Regions from separate parts of the Drosophila melanogaster genome. Here region 2 is linked to region 1. The links are chromatin contacts, called in public Hi-C maps. All regions are on one chromosome and are shown on one strand. The core of a region is the stretch at or near the end of the contact, and the rest is flanking DNA. Distances in the headings are between cores, read along the strand shown.

The links. A called contact is a pair of places that touch in the nucleus more often than the background predicts.
Region 2: a contact with region 1 is called in a Hi-C map of the S2 cell line, with 2.9 times the contacts expected there. A contact is called at or near these places in 3 of 107 Hi-C or Micro-C datasets (the Kc167 cell line, the S2 cell line and embryo).

The regions. Positions count from the first base shown.
Region 1 is chr3L:17,998,358-18,004,955 of dm6, forward strand. The region is part of intron 3 of Eip75B (Ecdysone-induced protein 75B); the gene reads right to left. Among named protein-coding and RNA genes, the nearest start is that of lncRNA:CR45921, 20 kb to the left of the region's middle.
Region 2 is chr3L:18,395,520-18,402,464 of dm6, forward strand. rpr (reaper) reads right to left here and starts at 2,916. Exons shown (of 1, transcript NM_079414.3): 1 at 2,016-2,916. The coding sequence starts at 2,716. The coding sequence ends at 2,519.

The DNA.
Region 1 (6,598 bases), core at 3,729-6,228:
AATCTATATCCCATTTCTCCTCATATATTTAGTATTTCCTCAATTTCCTATCTCACACAACTCACCTATGTTGAGTTCTGGTTCCCCCTTTACCGAACTAGCCACAGTTGTATCCATAACTGGGTAGGACTTGATGTACTCGGGAGTCTGGGGACGCGAATCCGCCGGAACCACAGCAATACCACCCGAGTGGTGCAGATTGGCCTGCTGATATCCGTGCGGATACATCACATGTGGATGTGGGTGGTGCTGAAGGTGATGTTGTTGCTGCTGCTGCTGTGGCTGGTGTTCCTGCTGGGGGTGGTGGTGGGGCAGGGACTCGAAGTGCTGGGGCATTTGCTGCTGCGGCTGCTGCTGTTGCAACACTGCAGTGGGACCATCGGTGGTGCTGACGGCACTCGATTTGCTGACAAAGATCACGCCGCTGTGGGGCAGCTTGACGGAGGAGTTGGGAGAATTCGAAGAACTCGCCATGGTCACACCTGTGGGTGGCACAGTATCCAGATCTGTGACAGGTGCTACCAGGCTCCTGAATTCCGGATTGTAATTCTGGCCCATGCCCAGCTTGCTGTTGTGCTGGTAGTAAGCCGAAACACTTGTGTTTGGCGGTAGTTTCAGGGCATTTTCCAGGTGAGATCGACCTGTTACCCCCAAAATGGGTGGTGCTGTGGTGCTGGGCTGTTCTGGAGCTGGTGGTGCTAGCATGCTGGCACTCACCGTGCTGCAGATCACAGAAGTCTTGGCGCTATCTGAACTGTCCGCGGACATTAACATTTTGCTCGGTTGGGGGTTTATCAACACTTTTCAGGGGCAATATTTTTGGAATATTTATTAAAAAAATTTTAATTTAAATTTCCAGCCTTAGGCATAGTTTTGGTTTTTGAAGCACTGGTGCGATATTATTTTATCCTTCGCATTGAAGCTTTGTATCTTTTAAAGCCCTTTTTGAGCCAAGTTTACATGTTTTCTTCACACTGATAAAAACTATTGGAAAATAGTAGAAATCACTTTTTGGGTTATCCTTTTCACGGGGCACTCACTACACTGCTTAAAACTCGCGACTCGAAGTAGATCGAACGAAACGAAACGAAACGAACGGAACGGAACAAGCGGAGCCGACGATCTGCGCGCTGCGAGTGGCAGTTAGTCAATGAAAGGAAAATCAACATTCGCGGCGGATCTTGTTCAGTTTTTTCGGCGTCGACGTCGGCGCTCTCCGCTTTGCACTCTCTCGCACTTCGAACATGTGCTGCCATCCACCCAGCGAGTGCGAGCAGGAGCGCGCGATCCCACAGATACGGCGATTATGGAGAGACCTGCTCACGAAATCAGTTCATGAACTTGTTACGTACTTCGTAAGTGTACATCAACGGTTACAATCTCACCTATTTTTTTAACATAAGTGTCAATTTCATTGGATTTTTTTTGGCAAGTTGTTTATTATCATGTTTTTCACTAGTAAGTGAGAGATTTTAAATAGAGTGTGGTTTTTAGGAACAAACATTTTTAGACACTTCATGAATTGATTTCACCAACCGTGCCCCGCATAAACGCACAATCAGCAGTGGTAAGAGCCAGTGAGGGTGAAAAACAGCTGTGAGAGAAACACATGTCGCTCCAGAGAGAGCCCAATCCACCCCCTCCCCCTTGATGGAGTTCAATAAAACTTCGACGGAGTGAAAATTTATGAAATTACATGCAATTAAAAATTATATCACTCACAGTAATGAAGACTTCAGATCCGCGGATAGGATCGTTGACTTTCAGTCGTTGACACTGGGCGGAAAACATGTAAATCAAATATTTACACGGCCAAAAGGCAATAAACCCCACTGAATGCTGAAAAAACTTCGCCTAGGTCAATGCTAAATTTATTTCCTGGATCGTTGAGCCACGTGTGGCTGAATTAGGAGACCCCCGATAACCCCTCCCTGCCCAACACCTTCCCCCCACATTTGACCCATTCAAGGCTAGACACTCGCCGTCTCACTCGTGCGTTCCAAAAATAATCTTTGACTGAGTTTTCCTTGTTTCCATTTTTCTACTTTTCGGCACATTTGTCGGCGGGGGAAAATTTAACACATTTTCCTCGGCAGGCGGGAGGGTTTTGTTTTTCTTTTTGGAATACGACATGTTTTTCTCCAAACAGATATTCATTTTTTCTTAGTCTTTATGGGGGTATTTTTGTGGGAATGTGGGAGCTGTTTAGGATAAATTAGCTGTTAATACCACTGTTTATTGAATGAAATTGACAATGCGTCTAACACAAAGTGCACATAGGGGAGGAAGTTATATTAAGATGATCTCTAAAACGATCTCTTCAATTGCCATCTTGATAATATGAAGATTGTTTGAGAACAGTTTGCTTAAACCAATGGGGGTGCTCGCACAGAAATTCTATTGCCTTCATATCGATACATGAGCTACAAATGCGGATCACTCCGGTACCCTTGAATCAAATCTCTAATTACCTTTATCCCTCTGCTCTTCGATCACTTTCACATCGAATTGCTGACGTTGATCGGCCACCGGACTCCGTAATCAGAGACTCGAGCGGCATAATAACAACAAAAGCACATTTTCCTTCAGCCGCCAGACCCAAACAAAAATAAACATTGAACTTCCTTATTAATGCAATTTCAATAATGAGAACAGTCCAAGGCAGCTCAAGAGTCAAGTCCCCGGAGCGGCGAGTTCGAGTCTGGAGATGCGCATACGTATAAACGAGCAGACAAAACGAAAGTGGAACCTCCGAGGAGATCAGATCCCCATCCAGGGGTTCAAGTGGGGGTCAAGTTCAATGAGGGTGAACTCTCCAAAAAATAAAAAATGTATTATTATCAATATTTGGGAGATGGTATTCGCTTTTATTAGTCTTCAAGGGACTCTGAAGTACATATGTCTGCGTTGTATGTATGTATTTCCTTATCAGTATCATGGGAATGCCCGGCTGACTGAATTTACATTTTCGTCTAATAGCAAAAGGGACAGGCCCTCTATCATTTACACATGACGGTTTAAAGAGTCTTGAATGAATAGTCATAGTTTATGTGTGTTGGAAAATTCCATCTTTTAATCTATCTATGCATGTACTGGGGTTTTTAAATGATACATCATTCAGACCTGACCACGTTTCTAATGATTACATTTTTTCTGCCAATTCCCAATGAGTTTCGCCATGTCATGATCTGGCCCGCGATCACTGTTCGCGATCATGAGGCGAGTGAACTCCTTGGAAATGTCATTGGCTTTCTCCCCCCACCCATCCCAACTCATCCGAACCATCCACATCCCCCCATCCCAAGCCCAAGTTGTATCTCGTCGCTCTCCCGTTTTATGTTGCGAATTTCAGTCCGTTTATCAGTATGGTATATGAGGCCTGGCTGGCTGTTACTTAGTCACTTAGTCACGACAGCTGGATCAAAGTACTACGATAAAGAAGTGTCCCTGACGCAAAACTCGCCTTCAACTCTCCGGCGAACGGCGTACGGCGTACAATTGACCGATAAATTGAGAATGAGGGCCGCACGCACATGCCAGAGAAATGGATCAGTGTGTGGCATCAAATTTATATTATTTTACTTATTTTATTGTGGTATAATCATTGACAACTGTTAATCGGTTGGCGAGCGGTTGAAGGCTTCCGTGCTACTCCACTGATCAAGTTGAACGACTCTTTTATAAATTTTTCCTTGTGCATTTTGTCGCTGGATTTAATTTGCCAAAAAAAAAAATCAAGCTTGCCATCGCAGGGGTAAGGTAAATACGATAAGAAAAAAAAAAAATAAAATAAAATAAATAAAAAGAAACTTCCCCGTATTAGTTGTTAACAATTTGGGCAAGTAGATTTTAGAACTCCGAAACCAGTTTCACATTGCGTAACTCCCCATTCTGTCTGTCTGTTCGTCTATCGCTCTTTGGTTTATCTATGTGTTTGAGTATCTGTATCTATATAATTAACGCACAATGAGAAGGTGCGTGAGCCCGCCGGTCTATCCGTCCGCCCGTCCGCGTTCATGAACTCGGTCAATTTGAAGGCCAACCATTTTGCGGCTTACGCATTGAAAATGTGTGTATTCCGCCTGTGTTGTTTTTTCTTTGTTTTTTTTTCTCGTTTTAGCTGTGCCGAATTTTTTTTATAGTGATTTTTCGTACTCGAGCAATTTAATTTTTTTGCGTGCCTTCTTTTTTCCGGCACTTTTGGTTGTTCTGGTAGGATTGTGTCGTTGATTACGCATAATTTTTGGGCTGGTTCATGATGTCATGGCGAAGGGGCGATGGGTACAAGAACGATCCGAATGTACATATGCATGATATGTATTCTGAAGGTTGCCCCCAGTGAAGACAAGGGACCCTATCGCTATTAAAATCGGCGATAAAATTAGGCTGGCAAAAATATCAGATTTGATAAATGATGTGAACTCTACACACCTTGGCAAGAGTATCTGAATAATTCAAATTAGATTTGTCATTTAAACTTATACAATTTAAGTAGTTTATATGTCTAGATATGCACTTGTTGGTTCAGTTTATACATTCCTATCAAGGTTCTTCACAAATATCGTGCAATAATACAAAATCTAATCGCACAGTTCACGTAATATTTCACTATTCTTTCGCTTTCTCAGACAGTTTCCCGTCTGGAAATGCCTTCGATTACCAGGTAAGTCCCAATAACACCTGTAAGTACAGTACTACCCCCTGAAGTTCATCACCCACGTGTAAAACTGATAAAAGCCGTAAGACATAATAGTTTTGGGGCAAAGCCTATGTCATAATGGCCACTAATCGGGCGTGTGTGTGAGAACTACGCGTACAGTGGAACCACATGCGCCTTATCGACGTAACCAGCCAGCAAACTTAAATAATAATAATAATAATAATAAACCCTCACACACACACACTAATGGGAAAGCAGTGACAGTTAGTCTCTTATCGGTGAGTCTTTGTTATCAGCGTCGAAACCGAAATGAAGGTCAGCAGCACAAATTCCTCGGCCCAGAGTTCTCTTATCTTTGTTCCTATATGCCCGTCTCTTTTCCACTGTCTATCTCCGTCTCCCTCTGAGCGCTTTGTTCCTCCGCGTCACTTTTTCGAATACCCTTTTTAATGAGGGTACCATGTTATATATGATTGTTTTCTAAATTAAGAAGAATGTTTATTTATTTTTAATATTTAATATTTAGCTTATATGTATGTATATATGTACGAGGCCAATCCTACTTCGATTTTTACAAAAATCATAATTCTTAGAAGTTTTTAAATTGATTTCGAACTTACTTATGTAAAAGAATATGGAAATACTTATTCTTTTTAATAACAATATAAGGGTATGTATATTCCATATTAAAAATGCTTTTTCTCTCATTCCCATATTTGTTGGTCCTCTTGTTTCTGATAAAAATAGCTAATAGAACAAGTCACAGTGTGTGGGCGGAAAAGGGGTAGCGGGTGTACAGGTGTGCTTATCAGCAGTTGATTTCTATTTATTCCGGACTCGCTGTATTTTCGTAGTTTTTGCAAAAGGTTAAGATTCGATAAGGGTTTTCAAGGTCCACGACAACTGATAGTTCGGGTACAGTTACATAATCTATGCAAAGCTTTCCCTGCCCACGCTTTTTATTAGCCAAGGTCGTCAGAATTTTTGCTCATGCGTTTGTGGTGTTGTTTTTATCGCCTGTTAGGAACTGCAAAAATTCTAAATAATACAGCCACATCTTGACCATGGCCTGGTCTCAGTTTGTTGAACTGCTTTCCTCCATTTCGCCACCACTTCCTCTTGTTTGCACGAGCCCATAAATAGTTATTAGTTTTTGTTTGCTGCATAAACAATTAGAGCCAAGTGCCAAAAATTATCAAAGAACCGATATGTGTTTAGACTTGCAAAAATTTCCATGGACTATGAAAAGTTCACAAAGGCTAAGGAGAAGGTCGAGAGGTCAAATGTTGTAATTTATACAATTCTTTAAACAATCTTTAACCATTTCTTTAAATCTTCTTTAAATTTAAAATAAATGAAATTAAAACGTGTGTTTTTAATACACATTAACCAGCACTAACTCGAATTTTCCATTTAGCCTGATCAGTGGGTTTCCTGTTTGCCGCGTCAAGGAAATTTCCAGAAAATGCTCCACGGCTTGATGCTCCACAGCATTTTCCATTTCCCCATTAAATCCTGTATACGTTTTTCACTCCCTCTCGGTTCTTTTCTGGTTCTGGGATTGTACTTGAACTCGTTTCTGGACCTCGTCTTCTGTTGCTTCTTGTTGTTTGGTTTATCTGCTTCGTGAGCGATTCGAGTCGGTTCTTTTCGGTGGTTTTTCTATTGCCGCCTCTCCCGGGCACCAGCTTTTCCCATTTTCCACTTCCCATTGTTATTATCTGCTGACATGCAAGGGCAGGAAACGCATTGCCTTATCGGTGCTGGGCGGGGTGCAGTGGGAATTAATCAAAAGTGCCTTGGAGCAGACGCCTCCACTTGAGCGATCCGATCCGACGCGATGCGATGATCACTCAACTCAAACTCAAACCACGGACTCGCTTCAATCAAGGCGCATTGAACGTTCAATGATCTATCCCAATAGCAACGCTCATGCCC
Region 2 (6,945 bases), core at 1,666-4,165, 400 kb after region 1:
GCAGAAAGATTCCAAATGTTTACTTGAAATAAAGCGAATATGAACAAAATGGCAATGATCCGCCGTCTTTCAACAAGGCATCCCAACTTCGGACTGTTAAATTTTCGATTTGGTTTGGGAATTTGCCAGTGGACCCTTTTTTTTGGGTCTTCATTAATTTCTGCACGAGTATCCGCAGAATCGGACTATTTGTGTTCCTTCCTACCTTTTACCTGTTCTATTCAAACAAAAAGTATGGAACGAAAAATTGGCTAACATGCCAGACAATTATGTGGAAGGTAAGCAGAGCGATGGAACCACAAACGGATAAAGATCAGTCAAGGCTAAGACCCCAAACATAAAAAAAGGGCTGCACCTCTTGACCGAAAATAGTTCTTGGAAATTTATGGATAAAGTTTTGTTTTGATTCGAGTTCACTTAACTCTAAGCGGGCTCCATTGTATTTTTTGCATCTTTTTGGCATTATTAGAAACACTTTTCGAACTAATTAACAGCAGAGACAGAAATAAAAGTTTGGAAGAATTTGCTGCTAGGGATTAAATGCTTTTCGTCTGTGATTTTTACAGCACTTCGCTTACAAATCGCTCGACGTTTGGCGCAGCTTCAAACATAATCATAAACTTGTGTTAATTATTTTTCATATGCCACTCCGGCTGGCGTGGGCAAAAGTTTTATCTGTTTAACGTTAATTAGTTTTGTTTGGCAAAGTGAAATTTCTGATTTCTTTTTGCGCGAGCTTTGCCAACTTTTATTAACTTTTTTCGGGCAATCAAAGTGAATTGAACTGCAGGATGTGCAAGGATATGGCAGCTGCATAAGTGCAAAAGTTTAATTAAAAGTCCTGGCCGCGTTCGCGGAACACAGAGTCATATCCTTCGAGCTGATGACGAGACCCTCAAGAATTGCACATCGAATTTTTCCCTGCCATTTGGCGCTTGCCAAAATTAACTTAAAAATGCAAATTGTTTTGTTAGCACCTAATTTTTTGAAATTATAGAGGGGAAAAGATGTCAAGACTGCCGTAGGGGCAACTCCCCCGCCTGCTCTCTCTTGTTACAAAGTTTCTGCATCGAAAAATCTTGGCAAATATTTTTGTATTTCCTTTTTGCATAATTGAATTTTCTTTGTGTGTTTTCTTGCTGCCGTTTGTGTTGAACAATGTTGTCGGAGTGGCTGAAAAGTTTTTCTCAGAGTGGAAAAGTTGGACTAAAAGACTCATTCTCCCTTAACTTTGCACATTCCAAGAAATTGGGAATTCATTTTTTTATATTAAAAATAAAATATCTAATGGTAGAAGTGGTATTATTATATAGAATTATAATATTCATACATATCCTAATTCAATTGATGTGATTGATCTTAACAATATTCCAGTTTTTGGAGTTGATCTAGCCATGTCTAAATATACATATCGATAAGATATCGAAAACTAAAGAACAATGAAGTTTAAATAAATCTATTGTCTGGAAAGTGACTAATAAAAACGTGGTTTAACTTTCTACAACAAATAGTTTATATCAAAACTAAAAATAATGTGGTTAAGATTCTATTATATGTAATACCGATTTATAATTATATTCGTTCTACAATAATTCAAGAAATTAGCTTGCATTAATATTATTATAACTAAATTATTATTATTATTATAATTATTATTATTATTATTATTTCCGGCAATATCAATCTTAATATTTTATTAAGATATATTTCAAAGCGGACTCTGTCACCGAACGCCGGAAATCAAATGAAAAACTTTTTCAAAACAAAAAAAAATCTTTAACGTTTCCTAACCAAACACATGTAAAATAATTTTCACAACCACCGATAATTTCACTGATTATTAAACAGCCTTCTAGAAAGTTCCTTTTACCGTCGGCGAAATGAAATAAAAAATGTGCTTGTTCCAAACTCAGTTTTTCGAGACATCATCTTAGGCTTTCTTCGCTTTTTGTATCTAAATCTTATAAATGGTAATCTGAAAATATTTAAGTAAATGAAAAACCAACAATTTTTTTAGTTTTTGTTTTTGTTTTATTGACTTTTTGTTTGACAAAAAATTGATGCAATTTTTAGCCAACTTCGACTCATCTTCGTTTTTTTCTGGGGTTTCTTCTTAAAAAAAACTTAGAAAAACTCGTCTTACAAAAGAACTTACAAACTATTACAGTAGTAATTCATTTAAATAGGCTTTAAGAGTAAATTATTTCTAAAAAAGTTGATTTATATCATTGAAACATTTTTGTAAAAAATTGGGGACTTTATAAAAACGTTATTTTTTCAAATTTTTCCTCCGCTTTTTTGTAGAAACAAAACCATTATCACAATCGCTTTGATGAGTAAACTAAAATTGGGTGGGTGTTGTGGCTCTGTGTCCTTGACTGCAGTAGAAATCGAGTGCCGTCGGCTGATGAGTGGTGACTGTGTTTGGGTTTTGGGTTGGCTCATGCTTATTTCCTTTGTACTCTGGATTTTGGACTGGACTATTGGTTTTCCCCGTATTTGTTAGTTACTCGAATCCTCATTGCGATGGCTTGCGATATTTGCCGGACTTTCTTCCGGTCTTCGGATGACATGAAGTGTACTGGCGCAGGGTTTCCAGGACGACGGTGGCCAGGAATCTCCACTGTGACTCCCGCAAGCGAAGGATCTGCTGCTCCTTCTGCTCCGCCTCCCGCAACAGAGTCGCCTGATCGGGTATGTAGAATGCCACTGCCATTGTTGGTTTATCTTTCTTCTCGTTCGGAATTACACAACTGGTAGTGACTCAATAACTTTCTCTTCTGCACAATGAATATTTATCGAGTTAGTTCTTTGTTGCTGGCGCACACACTTTTCTTTCGTATTTTCGAGTTCGTTCACTTTGTTCTGGTGTCTCTCTTATTCAATGATTTTTTCGAGATGCGTTCGCTGCGATGGTTGCTTTTCAACTGAATATATTGAGTAGTGCTCCGAGGCTATTTATACCTGGTTCTCTCACGCCGCCTTGTTCTCTGTTTTTCTGGTGGTGGCTGCTCATTTTGGCCTTCTTCGCTCTTCGGCTCTCTGGCTGGGGTTTTTTTGTTTTGGTATTTCTGTTGACATCGTCTCATTCGCAGCTCCCAAAAAAGTACTACTTTTCATCGTGAGCGGGGGCGGGGCCACCTTGCGCCTGTTGCCAAGCGTGTTTTTGTATGAGGTTGTGTTGTTGTTGCCAGGTTGGTGGCAGCGCCTTTGTTGTAACTGTGTGCGGCGAGAAGTACAGTTAGCATATTAATTGTATTAAATCGTCGGGGCATGACAATCGTTTCTCATCAAGGAGTTCGACAGAGAAAGACATACAAGAGTTGCTTCACGACTAAAGTTTGGAATACCCTCTAAGATTAACATTATTTACACTAGCTACCCATTAGTGATTAGCAACTAAACTAAGCCGGATACCTGATAACAGCCAAGTACAACCATCTAGCCGGTTTCATATTAATCCTTCGAATTTCATTTCTTAAATATTAAAAATATTTATTTTCATCTATGTCAATCAGCAAAAAGTCCTTTTAGCTATTACCGCCAGTATATTTTCTATAATATGATTAAATTCTTGAATTGTAATTAATAAGAAAATTCCAACTAAAAATGATGGAAAAATAAAACCAATATTTTTTAGGTTGGACACATTGATGCTATTAATAGTACAACATTTAAAGTACAAACTATTTACATAATTAAGCAGAATAGCTTCTTGTAAGGGTATTATAACAAGTGGGAGGCGGATTCACTTGAAATATGGGCAAGTGGGCAAGGAAGAGTTCCGTTCCATTTCTTGAATTATTTTCTCTCTTTTCCATGGACCAGCCCACCTGCCATATCTAGATAGATCCCTCTTTATCAGTATCTCGCGCTCTACAAGTGTTTACACAATCATCCGAAGCTTCCGACTAAGAATTATGACAATGTCATAAATTAAAGGCCATATACAGTATATTGACAACAATGGGCTCGTCCCATTATATTTCGTGTGCAATTTTATTCATTTTCATTAGAGCGGAACCAGACGGATATGATATGATACGATATGAATGTTTTCGTTGGAAATCATACACGAAAATTTCCCTGCGGCTTAAAGTATTATTAATTGCCTTCCTGATGGATATGATATCCGAACAATGTATTCTTCCAACATATAGGAAGCTTATTGAAATTATCTTTAATAATATATATTCTGCATTATTATATATAGGTCGTTTACATTTTAAATCTCAACTGAAACTTTCTCTTTAATGACGTAAATACATATTTCATCATTTTTCATCGTATCTAAGTCGGATTACCCATAAACATACTATTGTTTTGTTCTTAATTTCGTTATGATGTTTAAATAAATTTCATATATATATGTAATAGAAAATTAGCTCTTGAAACTCCACCTGCATAATTCTAAAATCTTTTACCCCACCCAAAGAACCGCGATGAGTTTTAAGTTCCATTCAAACTCCACCCACAAAGCCGTAGTACCGTAATACCGTACCCACACACAGGCAAACAGCCGAATCTTACGACGTGCGTCTCAAGTGTTTCCACTGTGATAGAGAATAGCCATCACTTTGGGGGATGTTCTGCGTCATCGTCTATAGCGACCACCTCTCCACAGCTCTGATGTCTAGGTCTATTGTTGAAGGAACTACTCTACTTTCCTCGGCCGGGCGTGCTCGTTCTCTTTCTTTCACACTGCCGTCCTAGTCGCACAGCAGAACCATTCGACTCTATAGTTATTTTTTCATGAGTCTTTTCTTTCCGGGTTCGCGTCAACACACACATACAACATATATAAATCCGGGACAGTTGGGCGTGGCTTACGTTCTAACAGCGTTTTCTGCTCCAGCGGGCAAAAAGAGGAAGCCGAAAAATGGGCATTCCCTCTCTTTCGCACGTTTTGGGGGACGACCAATGTGGTTCAAGTTGGAAATTTATGTTTTGGGTCTGCTTTCGTTTTCTGGGGCGGAGTTTAGGTTGGGACCTTTTTTATGTAGCTGAATCATTGCCAAGAAGGGTGGAGCCAGAAAGGGCCTTAAGTTAACCGAAACATGGCTAACGTTATCCCTTAAATGTATGTCCTTCGCGGTAACCTGCGGTAATTTGCGCATCAGTCATAATTGAGGCTGTCGAATGTCAATTAGTTCGATGATTATCCTCTCAAGGCCTTTATCACAGACTTCATTCAGTTTTTCTTTCCTTAAGATTCTGATCTAAATCTCTAATTGCCCAATGAGGCGATATTTTCAAAGTAACAGATAGTTATCTACGATTTTGGGTACTTGTATTTTCTTAAGGGATAATGCGGGTAATTATTGTCATTTTTATTCAAATAATGCATGCCTCCGGTTGGGGTGCAACAGGCAAAGTCGAATCTCGACTTGTTTAATAACCCATATATCATTTGCATAGATAACTGCCTGACTTTCAATTTAACTTGTGTCTTGTGGCCTATTGAGTTTGTCAAATTGGATTATGTTTCTTCGATTGAGTTTTCAATCTACATGTTAAATGACCCACATGATACGATATTCATTCCTGGGAAGTGTGTCAATCGAATTTTCGATCTACCCGGAAGTTTGCCGATCCTGTTTCTGATTGGGATTCCAGAAATTCACTTTACATTTCATGAGGCATCCAACGTGATATTCCCAAATGAAAGCAAATTTTTAGCGATAATTTCATCAGTTTTTTTTTCTTACTCCTCTCCGCAGCTTGTGACGTGTCTCTGTCTTTGTCTGGGACTGCCTCAAATCGGTATGTCTTACATATCACACATTGTACGTACATATACAAAACATTCGTAACATTCACGAATGCTAATGAGTAATATCAACAATGCGATAACTTGCGCAATTCCCCTAATTTTTGCTTTTATTTTATTGTACCGTTTTATAGGGTATCTACAATCATTCTTGGCAAATAAAAGAAAAGAATTAAATACTAGATTGGCAATCATCTCTTTGTACCTTTATGATCAAACTGCTGTGTCATGCACAATACTCATCGTATAATCCGTACTTCAACCAAATCTACAGGTTGTTCATTATTAAATTGTTAGCTATTAGTTCCAACCGTATAATAACAATTTAGTGCAGTAGTTTCAGCTTTCTCTCGTTCCATTTCATTTGTAATTCTACTATTGGATCATTTATGTTATATTCAGTGGATAAATTGATAGCTTTTACATTACAATTTATTTTAGACCTATATTTTAAATTTTCCTATATATTCCCTGCATTACCCATTATTTAAATATTAAACGAAAACCGTTGGAGTAAAGTTGCAGGATTGGAACCTCCTTCCTCTATCCTTATATGCAGTAATAAAATAATTGGGCCGAAATCATCACTCATTCTTAAAGTTTCCTCTCAGTCAGGTTGCTCCCCCCGCCCCCAGCCAATGCTTAATAATATTCCAAGAATTGCGCAACGTTCTCGAACAGAATATTGTCATCTCTTTGTTGCTCCCGCACTGTTTTCAATCTCGAAAACTCTCAATTTCTCACACTTTGGTGTTTGGGTATCTTTTTCGGCTGCGGCTTCGTTTCGTTAATTTGTGTTAATTTTTTATGATCCCAACTGGTGGTCTGGTTTCTGGTCTCCCTTTCGATCTTGTCAGAAATGTATATTTCGTTTTATTTGATTTCCCATTTAGAAAGCCCAGACGGGGCAAAGAAACAAAGACAATTGCCAAGTGATCCGTAGTGCTCGGGTCATTAACTCACTCTCCTACCTTTTCCCGTAGCCCCTATCCCTATCCCAAAGCCCCTTCCCCAGCGCAATCTCCTCTATTCACTCATTTTGTAACGCCTGTCATTGAGGGCTGCTTAGGCAGACGACCCAAACCGATCCCGATCTCCAGCCATCCGATCGTCTGGGTCGGAAGCTTAAAGCGCGCACCGCCGAGGAGCTACGTTTCCCAGACCCAAGACACCAG